Regions from separate parts of the Sus scrofa genome. Here region 1 is linked to region 2. A link is a contact called in public Hi-C data. All regions are on one chromosome and are shown on one strand. The core of a region is the stretch at or near the end of the contact, and the rest is flanking DNA. Distances in the headings are between cores, read along the strand shown. Region 1 overlaps IL1R1 (interleukin-1 receptor type 1). Region 2 overlaps IL1R1 (interleukin-1 receptor type 1).

Evidence for each region. A called contact is a pair of places that touch in the nucleus more often than the background predicts.
Region 1: a Hi-C map of embryonic fibroblasts shows a contact between it and region 2, with 2.5 times the contacts expected there. The contact joins two enhancer-like sites. A contact is called at or near these places in 2 of 47 Hi-C or Micro-C datasets (embryonic fibroblasts and mesenteric adipose tissue) and 1 of 2 datasets of contacts at active chromatin or transcription factors (skeletal muscle).

What each region holds. Positions count from the first base shown.
Region 1 is chr3:52,309,789-52,316,676 of Sscrofa11.1, forward strand. The region is part of intron 1 of IL1R1 (interleukin-1 receptor type 1); the gene reads right to left. It overlaps LOC110259975 (a long non-coding RNA gene), which reads left to right. Exons shown (of 3, transcript XR_002342520.1): 2 at 1,772-2,107; 3 at 2,189-2,486. Among named protein-coding and RNA genes, the nearest start is that of IL1R1, 22 kb to the right of the region's middle. Within about 2 kb of position 5,518, at least 9 of the 83 cell types and tissues checked have an H3K27ac peak or open chromatin away from gene starts, as enhancers often do. A contact at or near this core is called in embryonic fibroblasts, where this site is marked.
Region 2 is chr3:52,242,281-52,249,529 of Sscrofa11.1, forward strand. All of the region lies in intron 1 of IL1R1 (interleukin-1 receptor type 1), which reads right to left. Among named protein-coding and RNA genes, the nearest start is that of IL1R1, 89 kb to the right of the region's middle. Within about 2 kb of position 1,676, at least 5 of the 83 cell types and tissues checked have an H3K27ac peak or open chromatin away from gene starts, as enhancers often do. A contact at or near this core is called in embryonic fibroblasts, where this site is marked.

The DNA of each region.
Region 1 (6,888 bases), core at 4,268-6,767, 71 kb after region 2:
GAGCATTAATGGATTGCGGCACTTAAGCATCCAAATACACATGTAACTGTGGTTTCCAAAATGGGAGGGCAGGGGGCAGAAGTGTGTGGGGGGGATGATAGAAAAAAAAAAATATTTGAAGATGTTCAAAAATTTCCCAAATATGATGGAAACTGTAAACCCACAAATCCAAGAACTGTAACAAACCCTTAGCACAAGAAACATGAAAAAGACTGTGCCAAGACACATCATAATAAAATTGTTTCAAATGTGTGATAAAGAGAAAAATTCTAAAAGTTATCAGAAAACAGAGAAACAAAGACAAAGATGTCAGCAGATTTCTTATCAGAAACAATGCAAGGTGGAAGATCTTGGATTCAAATCTTTAAAGCACTAAAAGCAATAACAACCGTCACCTTAAAATTCTTTATTCAAAAAGCAAAAATATCTTTCAATAATGAAGGGGAAATGAAGTTAGTTTTAGACATATGGAAGCAGAAAGAATTCATCACCCGTCAACCTACAGAATATGAAATGTTAAAGGAAGAGCTCCAGGCAAAAGGAAAATTATACTCAGTAAAATCCTGAAACTACTCAAAGGAATGAAAAGCAGTAGAAATGGCAACTCCGTGGGAACATAAAAGTAAGATTACCTTTTATTATTTAAATCTCTTTAAAATATAAAAATCATTTAAAAATAAAATAAAATTGTTTGAAGCCAAAAGAATAACAATGTATTGTGAGGCTTCTAACACCTAGGGGAAAAAATGTGTGCCACTGATCCCACAGAGGTCAGGAAGAGAGAAAAGAAAGTGTTAAAAGATTCTTATACTCTACAGGAAGTAGTACAACATCTCTTGAAAGTACATTCAACCCTCCCACAGCATGGGTTTGAACGGATCATGTCCTTTTATGTGTGATTATTTTTTAAACAAGCACAGTCATCCCTCAGTATATGTGGGGGATTGGTTCCAGGAACACAGGTGCTCAAGACCCACAGTCTTGCTTGCACCGAAACAAAAGTCTCCTCCAGCAACCAAATGCAAAGAAGCTATAAGAGACTTAAAAAAAAACTGTGTGCATGTGCGATCACTGCAAATTATGGACAAAAAAATCTAAAAGACCAGCTGCCCCTTCTGAAGAGCTGAGAGTGAAAATAGGAGCAAAAGCAGAGTACTCTGCCTGCACTTGCACGCAGCACCATCAAAGGGGTGGGAAGACCACCTAAGCTACCCCCCACGGGCCGGACCTCTGGACCCACCCCTGCCCTCAGTCCTTATAAGGAATCAACTCACCTCTCCTCGGACAGCAAGTAATGGAGTTTGTTGCTCGTTTTTGCTCCCCCCTGCTGCAAAGGGGCCCCAATAAAGCTTTAGATACTGAATTTCTTGCCTGGTCTCTTATCAATTTCTATTAAGAGTCCAAGAGCCCTGGACGGTAACAAAAGGAAATTTCAGTATCTAAGTCTGTTGATATCTTTCCTATGGTTATGACAACCACACATACTGAGTCCTAAGAGGGCTTGAATCAAAGGTTCCAAACCCTCTCAGTTAAGTTCATTTAAGGAAGACATAGGAAAATTACAAGTAAAGGGGGGCTTAGACCCAAATGTCTGGATGACAGCTGAGCCCCACCTTGGCAGAGCAACACCAAGATTTGTAACAGGGAAAAAATGTCTTCCCTCAAGAATGCGCACTCATTCCCTTGATTCCAAGCAGTTTGGCACACTGGACCGAAAAGAAGTTGCAAACATGAATATAGCTCAATGACAGTTCCCTGGTTGTTTCCACAGGCTGTAGCCAAAGCAGAAGAGACCGAAGGCTTCCCATGACCTGAATAGAAGTCCAGCTGAAAAGGGAAGCAAAGGATGAGACTGGAACCAAATGCCTGGAAGGAAGACACTGAGGATATGACACTGGTGATGGTATACCCCACCCAAGGCACCCCCAGAGCTGCCGCCACCCTGGCTATGGACAGCTTCCAGGAAGGCGCTGGTTGACTGCCAAGTGTTTGTTGGGCTGGGGGCTGGGAGCAGAGTGGAGCAGCAAGTACTTGAACTCACACAACTGACCTTGAAGAGGCAAGTAGAACCAGAACCTCATGATAAGAGGAAGACAGATGACATATGGTAAGAGGGAGAGGTGGCAAGAACTGAGTTTAAAAACAATGATAACAAGCTCTGACTTTTCCTTCCCAATGATCTTTTCAGGGAATATGCTGTCGGTGGGTTCCTTGAAAATGTTGCTAAGAAGGAAAAGAATCCAAGTTAAACTGTTTACCAGGGAGTAGTCCTTGTTTAATGTATGTATTAAATCCTTCTTTTTGCAAGTAGCTCTGACTCTGCTCTGATGTCTGCAATCAAGTTGCATGTGATAGTTGTGTGTGTTTGTGTTTAGTGGTATCCTGAAATCAAGGAGTCTGAAAATTATACACATATGTATTAGATGAAGAGCTCTCTACAGGGAGAAATCTAGTTTCCTTGACAGACTTGTGGTTGCCAAGGGGGAAGGAGGGGTGAGGGAGGAAAGGTTTGGGAGTTTGGGATTAGCAGATGCAGATTATCATATTTAGAATGGATAAAGAAGGTCCTGCTGTGTAGCACAGGGAACTATATTCAATAGCCTGTGATAAACCATAGTGGAAAAGAATATATATGAATGACTGAATCAATTTGCTGTGTAACATGGTGCATAAACTATACTTCAACAAAATATATTTTTAAAAAAAGAAACCTAGTCCCCTTGGAATGAGGTGGAATTTATTTTTCCTCTGAAGGAGATGGTGCTCCCTCTGCATTTTTGCATCTCCCTTTATTGGTATGCCTTTGATCATTTGTTATAATTTTGTGCATCACTGCATCCCTCCTACCATCTCACAGGCTCCTAAGAGTAGGATCCCTGAACCAAGACCCTCTCAGCACTGACCACATCTAGGACAGAGCCAGTGTCATGACATGCTCATCATACATCTTTGTTGAATGAACACATATTTTCTTGTGCAAACTGATTAACAGAAAAGATTTAGCAAAGCAGTTTCTGTCTGGATTAGATGAGGTCAAAAAGTTGAAGCTATGTCAGCCAGGTCATTAGAGTTTATCTAATCAAACTTCCATCACCAACAACATGTTTTACTGCAAGTCCTGGGGAGTTTCAGGCTTATGCAAGGTCACATGACCGAGGAAGGGCAGCATAAGGCCATCCAGGTTGACCATGGACTTTGCCAAGGTCCATATCAGAAAAGAAGTAAAATGAAAAGTATGAGGATATATCTATATCTATATATCTATAGATATATCTATAGATATAGAGATATATTGGAAATGACATTGATTTTCTCATTATAAAAAAATGATGCATTGGAAAAAAAATTCATGAAATGAAGAAATATTAAGAGAAGAAGAAAATAAAAATCATCACAATTCCACCATCAGAAGCAGGCCATGTTTTAAATAACAAGACAATCTCTTCTTTTATTGCTTTTTTTTTTTTTGAATGCCATTGTGAAAAATATTCCCACCTTTTCACTTGGAAGAATGTCCATGAAAAAATGGCCACTCCCTGTTAGACATTGCAGTGGTTTAAACAAGGCTGCAAATTGTTTGTCACTCTCCTCTGTAAGTGGGGTGGTCTGTTTTCCTTCCCTTTGAATCTGGCATGAGCACTTTACTCCCAGGAGGTGGAGAGAGTAATGTTATGCCAACTCTGGGCCAGGGCCTCACAAACATCCAGCAGCTTCCACTTCTATACTTTGAAGTGTTCTGAATTACTGTGTAAGAAATAGACTAGCTCCCAACATCAAAAAGTCTAAAACAATAAGTACTAGAGAAGGTGTGGAGAAAAAGTTACCCTCTTACACTGATGGTGGGAATGTAAATTGGTGCAGTCACTATGGAGAATGGTATGGAGGTTCCTTAAAAAAATAAAAATAGAGCTGCCATATGATCCAGCAATCCACTCATGGGCATATATCCAGAGAAAAACATAATTCAAAAAGATACATGCACTACTATGTTCATAGTTTATAATAACCAAGATATGGAACAACTTAAATGTCCACTGACAGATGACTGGGTAAAGAAGATGTGGTACATGTATACAATGGAATACTACTCGGCCATAAAAAAAAAACAAAATCTTGCCATTTGTAGCAACGTGGATGGACCTAGAGATGATCATACTAAGTGAAGTAAGCCAAAGACAAATATCATATCACTTATATGTGGAATCTAAAAAAAAAAGATACAGGAGTTCCTGTCATGGCTCAGTGGTTAACCAATCCAACTAGAAACCATGAGGTTGAAGGTTCAATCCCTGGCCTCGCTCAGTGGGTTAAGGATCCGGCACTGCCGTGAGCTGTGGTGTAGGTCACAGATGCGGCTCGGATCCCATGTTGCTGTGGCTGTGGTATAGGCCAGCAGCTACAGCTCCGATTAGACCCCTAGCCTGGGAACCTCCATATGCCACAGGAGTGACCCTAGGAAAGGCAAAAAGACAAAAATAAACAAATAAATATATAAATAATAAAAAATTTTAAAAAGATACAAATGAACTTATTTACAAAACAGGAATAGAGTCACAGACACAGAAAACAAGTGTATGGTTACCAAAGGGGAGGGAGGGATAAATTAGGAGTTTGAGATTAAAATACACACACTACTATCTATAAAATAGATAACCAACAAGGACCTACTGTATAGCACAAGAATCTATAGCCAATATCTTACAGTAATCTACAATGGAAGAGGATATAAAATATGTATGTGTATGTAACTGAATCAGTTTGCAGTGTACCTGCAACTAACAACATTGTAAATCAACTATACCTTTTTTTTTTTTCTTTTTTTTTTTTTTTTTTGCTTATTATGGCTGCAGGTGTAGCATATAGAAGTTTCCGAGCTAGGAGTCAAATCAGAGCTACAACTGCCAGCATACACCACAGCTCATAGCAACACTGGATCATTAACCCACTGAGCAAGGCCAGGGATCAAACCTGCATCCTCATGGATACTAGTCAAGTTCGTTTCTACTGAGCCACAATGGCAACTCCTCAATTCTACATTAATAAGAAAAAAATATTTTTTTTTCCTTTTAGGGCCGCACCCTCTGCATATGGAAGTTCCCAGGATAGGGGTCGAATCAGAGCTGTAGCTGCTGGCCTATACCACAGCCACAGCAACAAAGGATGAGCCATGTCTGCGACCCACACCACAGCTCACAATAAAGCCAGATCCCCGACCAACTGAGTGAAGCCAGGAATAGAACCTATATCCTCATAGATACTAGTCAGATTCATTTCCACTGCACCATGAAGGGAATTCCCAAGAAAATTTTTTTTAAAGTCATAAGCCCTCCAGATGGAGATAACATGTGGAGAGACCATGTGGAGAGATTCTGAGATGATGCAAAGAGAAGGAGGCTTTGTCACCACTGTTTGCCATGTAAGCCCTGCCTTCTAGCGGTTCTCACCATGATGCCAGCCATGGGAGGGATGCATACGGTGTCTTGCCAGCCCAAGGAAGCCCCCATGTGACTGCAGCCCCAGCTGACATCACATGGAGCAGGAGAACTGTCTGCCTGATCCCAGCCAACTCACAAAATCATGAGAGGCAATAACATGGTTATTTTACTGGATTTCAAAACAAGGAGGTGGAGACGGGGTGGGCGTGATGACTAAGCAATAGATAACTGAGACAGCCAGCAAAAATCTTCAAATGTGAACTTCTTGGAGAAGGACCAAGAACTAAATGTCAAGTTAAATTGCAAAGCTGCAGACCAAGTACTGGTCAACATTGATGAAGTAAAAAGAACATGGGGTTTGAGTTGGTGCAACTGGTTGAGAACTGACTGAGCTACTTAGGAGCTTTTTAACCTCAAATAAATCATTTGACCTTTTTTCTCCTCTATCCTCTTATCGTAAAATATGGGCATCACTGATGTCACTTTCCGGGGCTTCTGAGAAAGGGCAGACGAAACCGTTTAAGAGAAGATGCTTTTTACCAGTAAGGCCGATTGCTTTCTGCCCCTCTTCTTTTCTTTGAGCTTAGAGATTTGTTGATCATGAACAGTGGCTTTTTAAAAGAGAACACTGTTGTATCCTACCTTGGAGTGACAAGAGAATGCCCAGACCGAGGTAACATTTTACCCATCTGACATCCAAGAAAGGGCCCCCAGGGTAGTTCTCATGTGCTCAGCATCCTAAGCCATTTCCCCAAGGTTCTATAGAAGAGGCTAGAGAGCTCAGTGGAGCCTCTTCTGCTTGAGCACTAATTCTGCTCATGCAGGCTGCACCTCATGCCTAATCCTTTCCCTCAGTCCCCATCTACTCATATCAGCATCTTTGGGAGTTGGGATTTCAACGTATGAATTGATGGGGGTAGGGTGGGGGTCCCTCAGCAATGAATAAATGCAGGGTCTTTGCACTTTGACCTTAGACCTAGTGCCCCCGGAATGGGGCCTCGGGAATCTGCCTCTTGCTAAATTTTCCCAGTGGTTGATCTTCATTCCCTCTTAAGATTGAGACCCATCGGCCTTGCCCGGATCAAACAGGATCATTTAGAAAAAAACAATGAGAGAGATAAGGTATCATGATATTCCAGACCCAGGGAGAAGGGGAGTTTTATACCTGCTAGCCCAGGAACTGTTTCCAAACGGACCATTAGCCATTGAGTCAAGCTCAGGACTGGCCAGGAAAGGAGCTCCCCCATGTCCGAGCTGAGAGTACATCCTCCCAGTGGCTCTTTGGCATTGCATTTGCACACATAGGGGCTGGGTGACAAGCCCTCGTCTGTTCCTGACATGAAAAGTCCTGGTGGGTGGGTGTGTCTGTATGCCTGTGTGTGAGTGTATGTCTATGTGAATGTGTGAGTGTTTACATCTGTGCGTGTGAGCATGTGTCTCTGTGTGTGTGTGT
Region 2 (7,249 bases), core at 426-2,925:
GGCTGTAGCCACCCTGGGTGACTCCCAGGTCCCTGGCCTTCCCTTCCTGGTCATGGGAGAAAGGCACAGAGCAGACCCACTGCCTCCCATATTTCTGTTCATCCTGCACCTGCTAAGGGCTAAAAACACTGCAGGAGGGGAAGGAAGAAGAGAGGGAGGGAATCCACCCACCCACCATCTTTGCACTGGATCAAAAAGAGACCAAAACTCACTTAGAACCAAGGAGGGAAGGATGTGGGTATCATGTGTGAGTCAGAGAGCAGACATTCAGGGTAGCCATCACTGGAGGCTGGAGACAGTTGAGACTCAGACTGGAGAAGGTGGACTGCTACTTAAAGCATGGGACAAGGCACTCACACCTGGAGGGTCAGGTGGCCCTGAGGGAAAGCACTTTAATGCCAGAAGGAATACTGGGTAAACATCGCCCCCTTATCCAGAGGCAACTCAGGAAAGTCCATGGTGAGTTTTGTTGTTGTTTTCTTTTTTTTTTTTTTTTTTAATTTTTACAGCCATGCCTGTGGCATATGGAGGTTCCGAGGCTAGGGGTTGAATCGGAACTGCAGCCACTGGCCTATGCCGCAGCCATGCCAGATCCCAGATGTATCTGCCAACTATGCTGCAGCTCACGGTAATGCTGGATCCTTAACCCACTGAGTGGGGCCAGGGATCAAATCTACATCAATGGATACTAGTCAGGTTCTTAACCCACTGAGCCACAACAGGAATGCCCATGATAAGTTCTGAAACTGGTTTGTAGTAAAACTCAAAATACCCTTTTGGAAAATATCAACAACAAAAAGTCACTGATTTATTCCACAGTGTTATTTTTCAGATAAATTTTCCACATAAAATAAGACAATTACCTCCCCAATAAATTAACAAGCAGGGACACACTGGCCCCCTTCCCACCTCGGTGCAGTGATGCCTACATTATGTAAGGAATTTCCCAGACTTGCTACCACCCTCTCCATAGCAACTTCCAGCAGACGTGCAGAGGCTTAGCAGTGCACTGAGGTTCTGAGGCCTGACCCAGGACAGTCATGGGGGGCCTGGGGCAACTAGAGGTCTAGGCTTGTCACCCGCTTCCACCAGCTGGCTGTGCACAATGGTGTGCAAACAGGGTACACGGCTTCTATGACGCTCACTGAAAAAGTGAGCTGCTGGGAGCTCCCCAAACACAGGGGCCATTGCTTTTTGGTGATAACATCGGGAAAGCAGTCCATCACAATATGACTACTTGGTGCATGGAATGTACACACGGAGCTACTGGCTTATGAAAGATAAAGCGAAAATGCAAATTTGAGTCAGAGCAGTTTCCTACTAGATCCAGAATGAGATATTGCAACATGAGCTAAACAACAAGAACAGAATTACAATATAAGAATTTACAATGAATGGATTGGCCCCTATCAAAGCCCTACTTCCCAGAGGACTGATTTCACCCACAGCACTTTCCTGCCACTGCAAGAAATTCCACAGCCAGTGCAGATGCAGGAAAAGAGACAAATGGGGAAGAGAGGGGCTGTCACAAGAACACATGGGGTTTCCTCAAGGCCCAGGCCCCCAGGGCGGGGGAGGAGGGCATTTGTTCCTACTTTGCAGCTACAAAGCATCTATGAAGGGCCTCTTATTCTTGAGGAATTTCCTATAACCTTGAGGAATTTCCTTCTCATTTCTGAGGAATTCCCCCTCATTGTGCCAGGTCAGTGGCCAGGCACAGGATGGAGGTGGCCCACAGCAGACACCCTGGACCCATGAAGATGCCCGTGCTGCGTGGGTCCAGTTCTGGGGATAGTGGCAGCAGAGGCACATGGCTGGCACTAGGCGGGCAGTGTCCAGGCTGCACAGTCCCATCTGGGGTCCACTGGGCGCAGTGCCCAGTGGGGCTCATGCAGTTTGCATCTGGAGTAAGCTCCAAGCCTGGCTCCCCTCCCTGCCTGCCTCCAGCTCCATGCCATAGTGTGGGGGCCCTGAGCAAGTAGAGAACAGACATCCCAATATGGCGCTGGCCACACTGCAGACCAGGGAGGCACCTGGGCAGTGGAGTCCACAGTGGACAACCCAGGAAAGAGGCCCCAGAATCTCAGTCCAGGCTATTTGGGCAGGAATTCCAGGGCTCCCGGGTCCCTGGACCATCTGATGGCTCTCAGAGGAGCCTGGGACTGGCTGAGAAGCAGGGCAGAACCCTCCAAAGCACAGGGCCTGAGCGGGACCGCTCTTGCCTGGTTCTAAAGGAAGTTTCTGCAGAAACCCAAAGGGAGGAAGATGACGGCATTCAAGGGCCCCTCTCTCTTCCAGGGGCCTGAAGGAGCACAGCCCCCACTGCTTGAATGCAGAAGGAAATCCTAACAGTACTTTCCACATTTCCACCTCACCCAAACTCACTCCCCTCACTGAGTGCCTCACAAAGACACAGATGGCATCATGTAACACAACTTCTCATCCCAATCCTCAGTCCACAGGGCCTGCAAGTCTATCAGACACAAGGGAGAAATATTCAGAGAATGAGGCTCCAACTAATTCTCCTGTAACTAAGACATGACAGTGGATGAGTTCCTGGAAAAAGCAGGGACCACAAAGCAGGTTCTTCAGCTCATGAGATGCCACAACCCATATGTTCTACAGAAAATGAGGGCAAAGGCACGAGGAAAGGGTTACAGTATTAAAATGAAGCTCGTCATTATGATCTTCACCTGTTACAAATATTCAACCAGCTATTCCACCGTCAATATGAAGACCCTAAATGCCAGCTTCAAAGACGAAGCAAAAAGGAACTTCCTTATAAAGACACATGATGGTGGGAAAGATCTCAGAATTCTCTATTTACACAAGTCCCTGTTTCTATTTTTTGTTTTGTTTTTTTGGCTGCACCCATGGCACGGCCTGTGAAAATTCCTGGGCCAGGGATCAAACCCACACCACAGCAGCAACCTAAGCCACTGCAGTGACAATGCCAGATCCTTAACCCGCTGTAGCATCAGGAAACTCCGAGTCCTTGTTTCTTAAACTAGATCCACACATCCTCACAGAGAAGCTGCAGACAGCCAGGAAACTCAGAGTCTATCTTTCCAGGGTAGTGATTTCCCCTGAAGACTTTTGGGGGGACGGGGGAGGAGTTATGATTTTTGTATTAGAGGCGACAGGGATATATCATGAAGAGGAAAGAAAAGTCTCCAAGAGAAAATAGTTTCAAATGATGCAACTGACAAGGGTTTAATCGCTAAAATATACAAACAACTTATACAACTCAACAGCAAAAAAGCCAACAACTCAATGGAAAAAAGGACAAAAGGCCTGAAGAGACATTTTCCACGGAAGATGTACAGATGGCCAACAAGCACATGAAAAAATGCTCAACATCCCTGATTATTAGAGAAATGCAAATCAAAACTACCACAAGATACCACCTCACACCAGTCAGAATAGCCATCATTAAGAAGTCCACAAATAACAAATGCTGGATGGGGTCTGGAGAAAAGGGAACCCTCCTGCACTGTTGGTGGGAATGTAAAATGGTATAACCACTATGGAAAACAGTATGGAAGTAACTTCAAAAACTATGCATAGAACTACCATATGACCCACTAATCCCACTCTTGGGCATATATTTGGACAAAACTTTCCTTGAAAAAGACACATGCACCTGCATGTTCATTGCAGCACTATTCACAACAGCCAAGACATGGACACAACCTAAATGCATATCGACACATGAATGGGTTAAGAAGATGTGATATATATACACAATGGATAACCACTCAGCCATAAAAAAGAATGAAATAATGCCATTTGCAGCAATGTGGATGGAACTAGAGACTCTCATACTAAATGAAGTTGGAAAGAGAAAGACAAATACCATATGGTATCACATATCTAGAATCTAATATAGGGCATAATTGAACCTTTCCTCAGAAAAGAAACTCATGGACTTGGAGAACAGACTTGTGGTTGCCAAGGGGGAGGGGGAGGGAGTAGGATGGACTGGGAGTCTGGGATTAATAGATGCAAATTACTGCCTTTTGGAATGGATAAGCAATGGGATCCTGCTGTATAGTACTTGGAACTATATCTAGTCACTTCTGATTGAGCATGATAATGTGAGAAAAAAGAATGTATACATGTATGTGTAAATGGGTCACCTTGCTATACAGTAGAAGATTGACAGAAGACTGTAAACCAGCTATAATGGAAAAAATAAAAATCATTATAAATTTTTCTTAAAAAAGTCAAGTCTCCAAGAGATAAAACATGAGGCAAAGAAGGGTCCCTTGAGGTGCTATCTCGGAGTGCTGAATTGAGATTTTACTCTTCATTTTATTTATTTATTTTATTTTATTTGTCTTTTGTCTTTTTAGAGCCACACCTGCGGCATATGAAGGTTCTCAGGTGAGGGGTCTAATCGGAGCTGTTGCTGCTAGCCTACACCACAGCCACAGCAATACCAAATCCGAGCCACGTCTGTGACCTACACCACAGCTCACAGCAACATCGGATCCCTGACCCACTGAGCAAGGCCAGGGAATTGAACCCACAACCTCATGATTCCTAGTTGGATTCATTTTCACTGCGCCACAACGGGAACTTCTACTCTTCACTTTGGAGCAGCCTTTTAGAGGCAAACTCTGAGAGGCACTGTCCCATGTGAATACAGCAGTCATCTCGATTCAGTCACATGGAAGCATGGAGGCCCCACAGACTCACAGCCATGAGGCCAGATACACAGAGCAGCCCAACCCTAAAGACAGAGGGGGCCCCAGGATAGCTCCATATGCAACAAGGGGAAGAGAACATGGCCATGACTGCCTGGGAGTCACCACAGTGGCCCCCAATGCAACATGACTGTTCCTGTTCTGCAGAGATGAACACACAGGCGCCCTAGACCCAGGCTATGCGGTCGGCGTGACAACCACCAACGAGCCCCAGAGAAAAAAGCTTTACGTAATTCTGAGCAAACAAAACCACCCCCGCCACAGAGGCAACAGGAACACTCATCCTTCTAGCAAATCCCAGAAACCCTGAAATGCTGGCCAACTTCCTATAGGTGGAGAGATCCAAAAGCCTAGCTCACAGAGCTATCTGATTTACTTACCCAAACAAACAGGGTAAGGAAAGGTTTTTTTAATCATCAGGGTATAAGGACATGAAGTAAAAATAGCCACAGAGGTTTCCTGTGTTGCCAGGACATCTAAGTTATTCAGCTCTTACAAGGCACAAAACCACCAGATTGGTGGTGTCATGTAGGTTCTAAGGGCAAAGGGGAAAATGTGGCACAGAGGGAGGTGCCTGCTGTTAGATGAGGACTACAGACAAAATCAGGCTTGACCACTAGACAAGGGCTCCACTTCATCCTGGACAAGAGAAACCAGACCCAGAGATGGGAGGCTCTGGTCTCCACTCCTGGTGCCCTAAGCATGCTGCCTTGCTCCTTCCAGCATCCCATTCATCCAGCACAGCCCCAACCCAGACACCTGCCAAAGACTCTGATCCTGAGTCCAGCCACACAGGACCTGCAAAAAGAGAGAGACTACTGCCTTCTAGTCAGATGACAATGGTCCTGCTTTTTACAGCAGGGTTTACAGGGGAGTGTCAGAGGATCAGACAATCTTTACAAGAATCTTCTGGTGTTTTCACTCCGGTGGGTTTTTTCAATTGAAGTAAAACATGCATACGGTGAAACACACAACAAGTCTTATGTGCACAGTTTCATAAACTGTAACAACCTTATTCACCGGGAAAATCCCCACAGGAATAAAGACAATTTCCACCCCTGCTAAAGTTTCCACGTGCCTCTGAGCAGTCACCCCTGCTGCACCTGGCCCCTGCTGTTGTGATTTCTATCACCTCCTCTGTGACCCTCTGACAGTTAACATGTGTGCACCCCGAGAGCCAGCTCCCAACTACTGCCATTAGTGCCCTGTTATTTGGGGCACGTACCTGCAAAGGTGCTTTTACCATTGACTACAAGTGAAGCAGGGAAAGCTGTGTTTCTTAGTGGGGCTAGCATTTACCATGAGGAAGCATTTTGGAAATTGTGGGGAAGGGGACACTTTGGATAGTCACATAGTGGCGGCGCCTTTAGTGGAGGAGACCGTGCATGTCACACATTGGGAACAGCCCAACCTAGTGAACACCTGCCCCTAGTCCTGGTTGACTTCCAGGCTCCTGCAGACATTCATGCCATTGGGAGCATCATTTATCACTTTGGGAGTCTAGCACCCACTCTATCCTCCACTTAGATAAGATATATTTTGATGGTGCAGTTTCATAGGCACTGAATTTTCCAGGGATGCAATCACCATGAAAACAAGGGAGGATTGGCTTTTGACCACCATTCAGATCTTGACGAGGACTCAGTCCTCACTCAGTGGTGATGGATCTCTACCAGGATGTACCTACTCCATACTGCACGAGCACCTGCCCCTTGACCCCCCTCTGCATAAAGCACTGGTGACCTCATCAGGTCTTGGTATGGCTCTGCCCAGGCATCTACGAAATGAAATACATCATTTTTTTTTTTTATGGCTGCACCATGGCACATGGAAGTTCCCAGGCCAGGGATTGAATCTGAGCCACAGTCATGACGGTTCTGGATCTTTTAACCTACTGTGCTGAGCTGGGGCTTGAACCCATACCTCCTCAGCAACCTGAGCCGCTGCAGTCAGATTCTTAAGCCACTGTAACACAGTGGGAACTCCTGAAATACATCATTTCTACCCAAGTTACTTTACTCATTCTTTACACACACCATTACATTGATTATTTGGAAATTATGTCGCAGGTTAAGTTTCACTGTATCATTTTGGAATTGTAAAAGGGGTGTTTAAAATATCTGCATTAAAAGAGGGCATTAGGTTACGATGAGGTGAGAAGCACTGGTCTAAAGTGACAGCACCTAACTCTTAACTGAATGCTTGGTCAGGAGCCAGAGGCTGTATATTTAGGGATCTCAGGTTTGGGAAGCCAGCTGTGCAGAGCCTGGAATGCCCAGATGTTACCCACTCCCACACCACAGCACCCTGAGTCCTGCTGAAAAGTGGTTACCAAACTGTACTTTAACAAGGGTCATTTGGAGATGGCCTGGAATTTGCTCTTTGTACATCTTAAGCAGGGAGAGAGTTCCTACTTCTCTAGCAGGAGTGCCTTTGCTTCTCCCAATTACTTTTCTCATCTTGAAGACACGGGCAGCTGTGCCCTGCCAGATGTCCTCCCTCCCACTGCCTGCAGGGAAGTGTACTGCTGCTGTCATCCT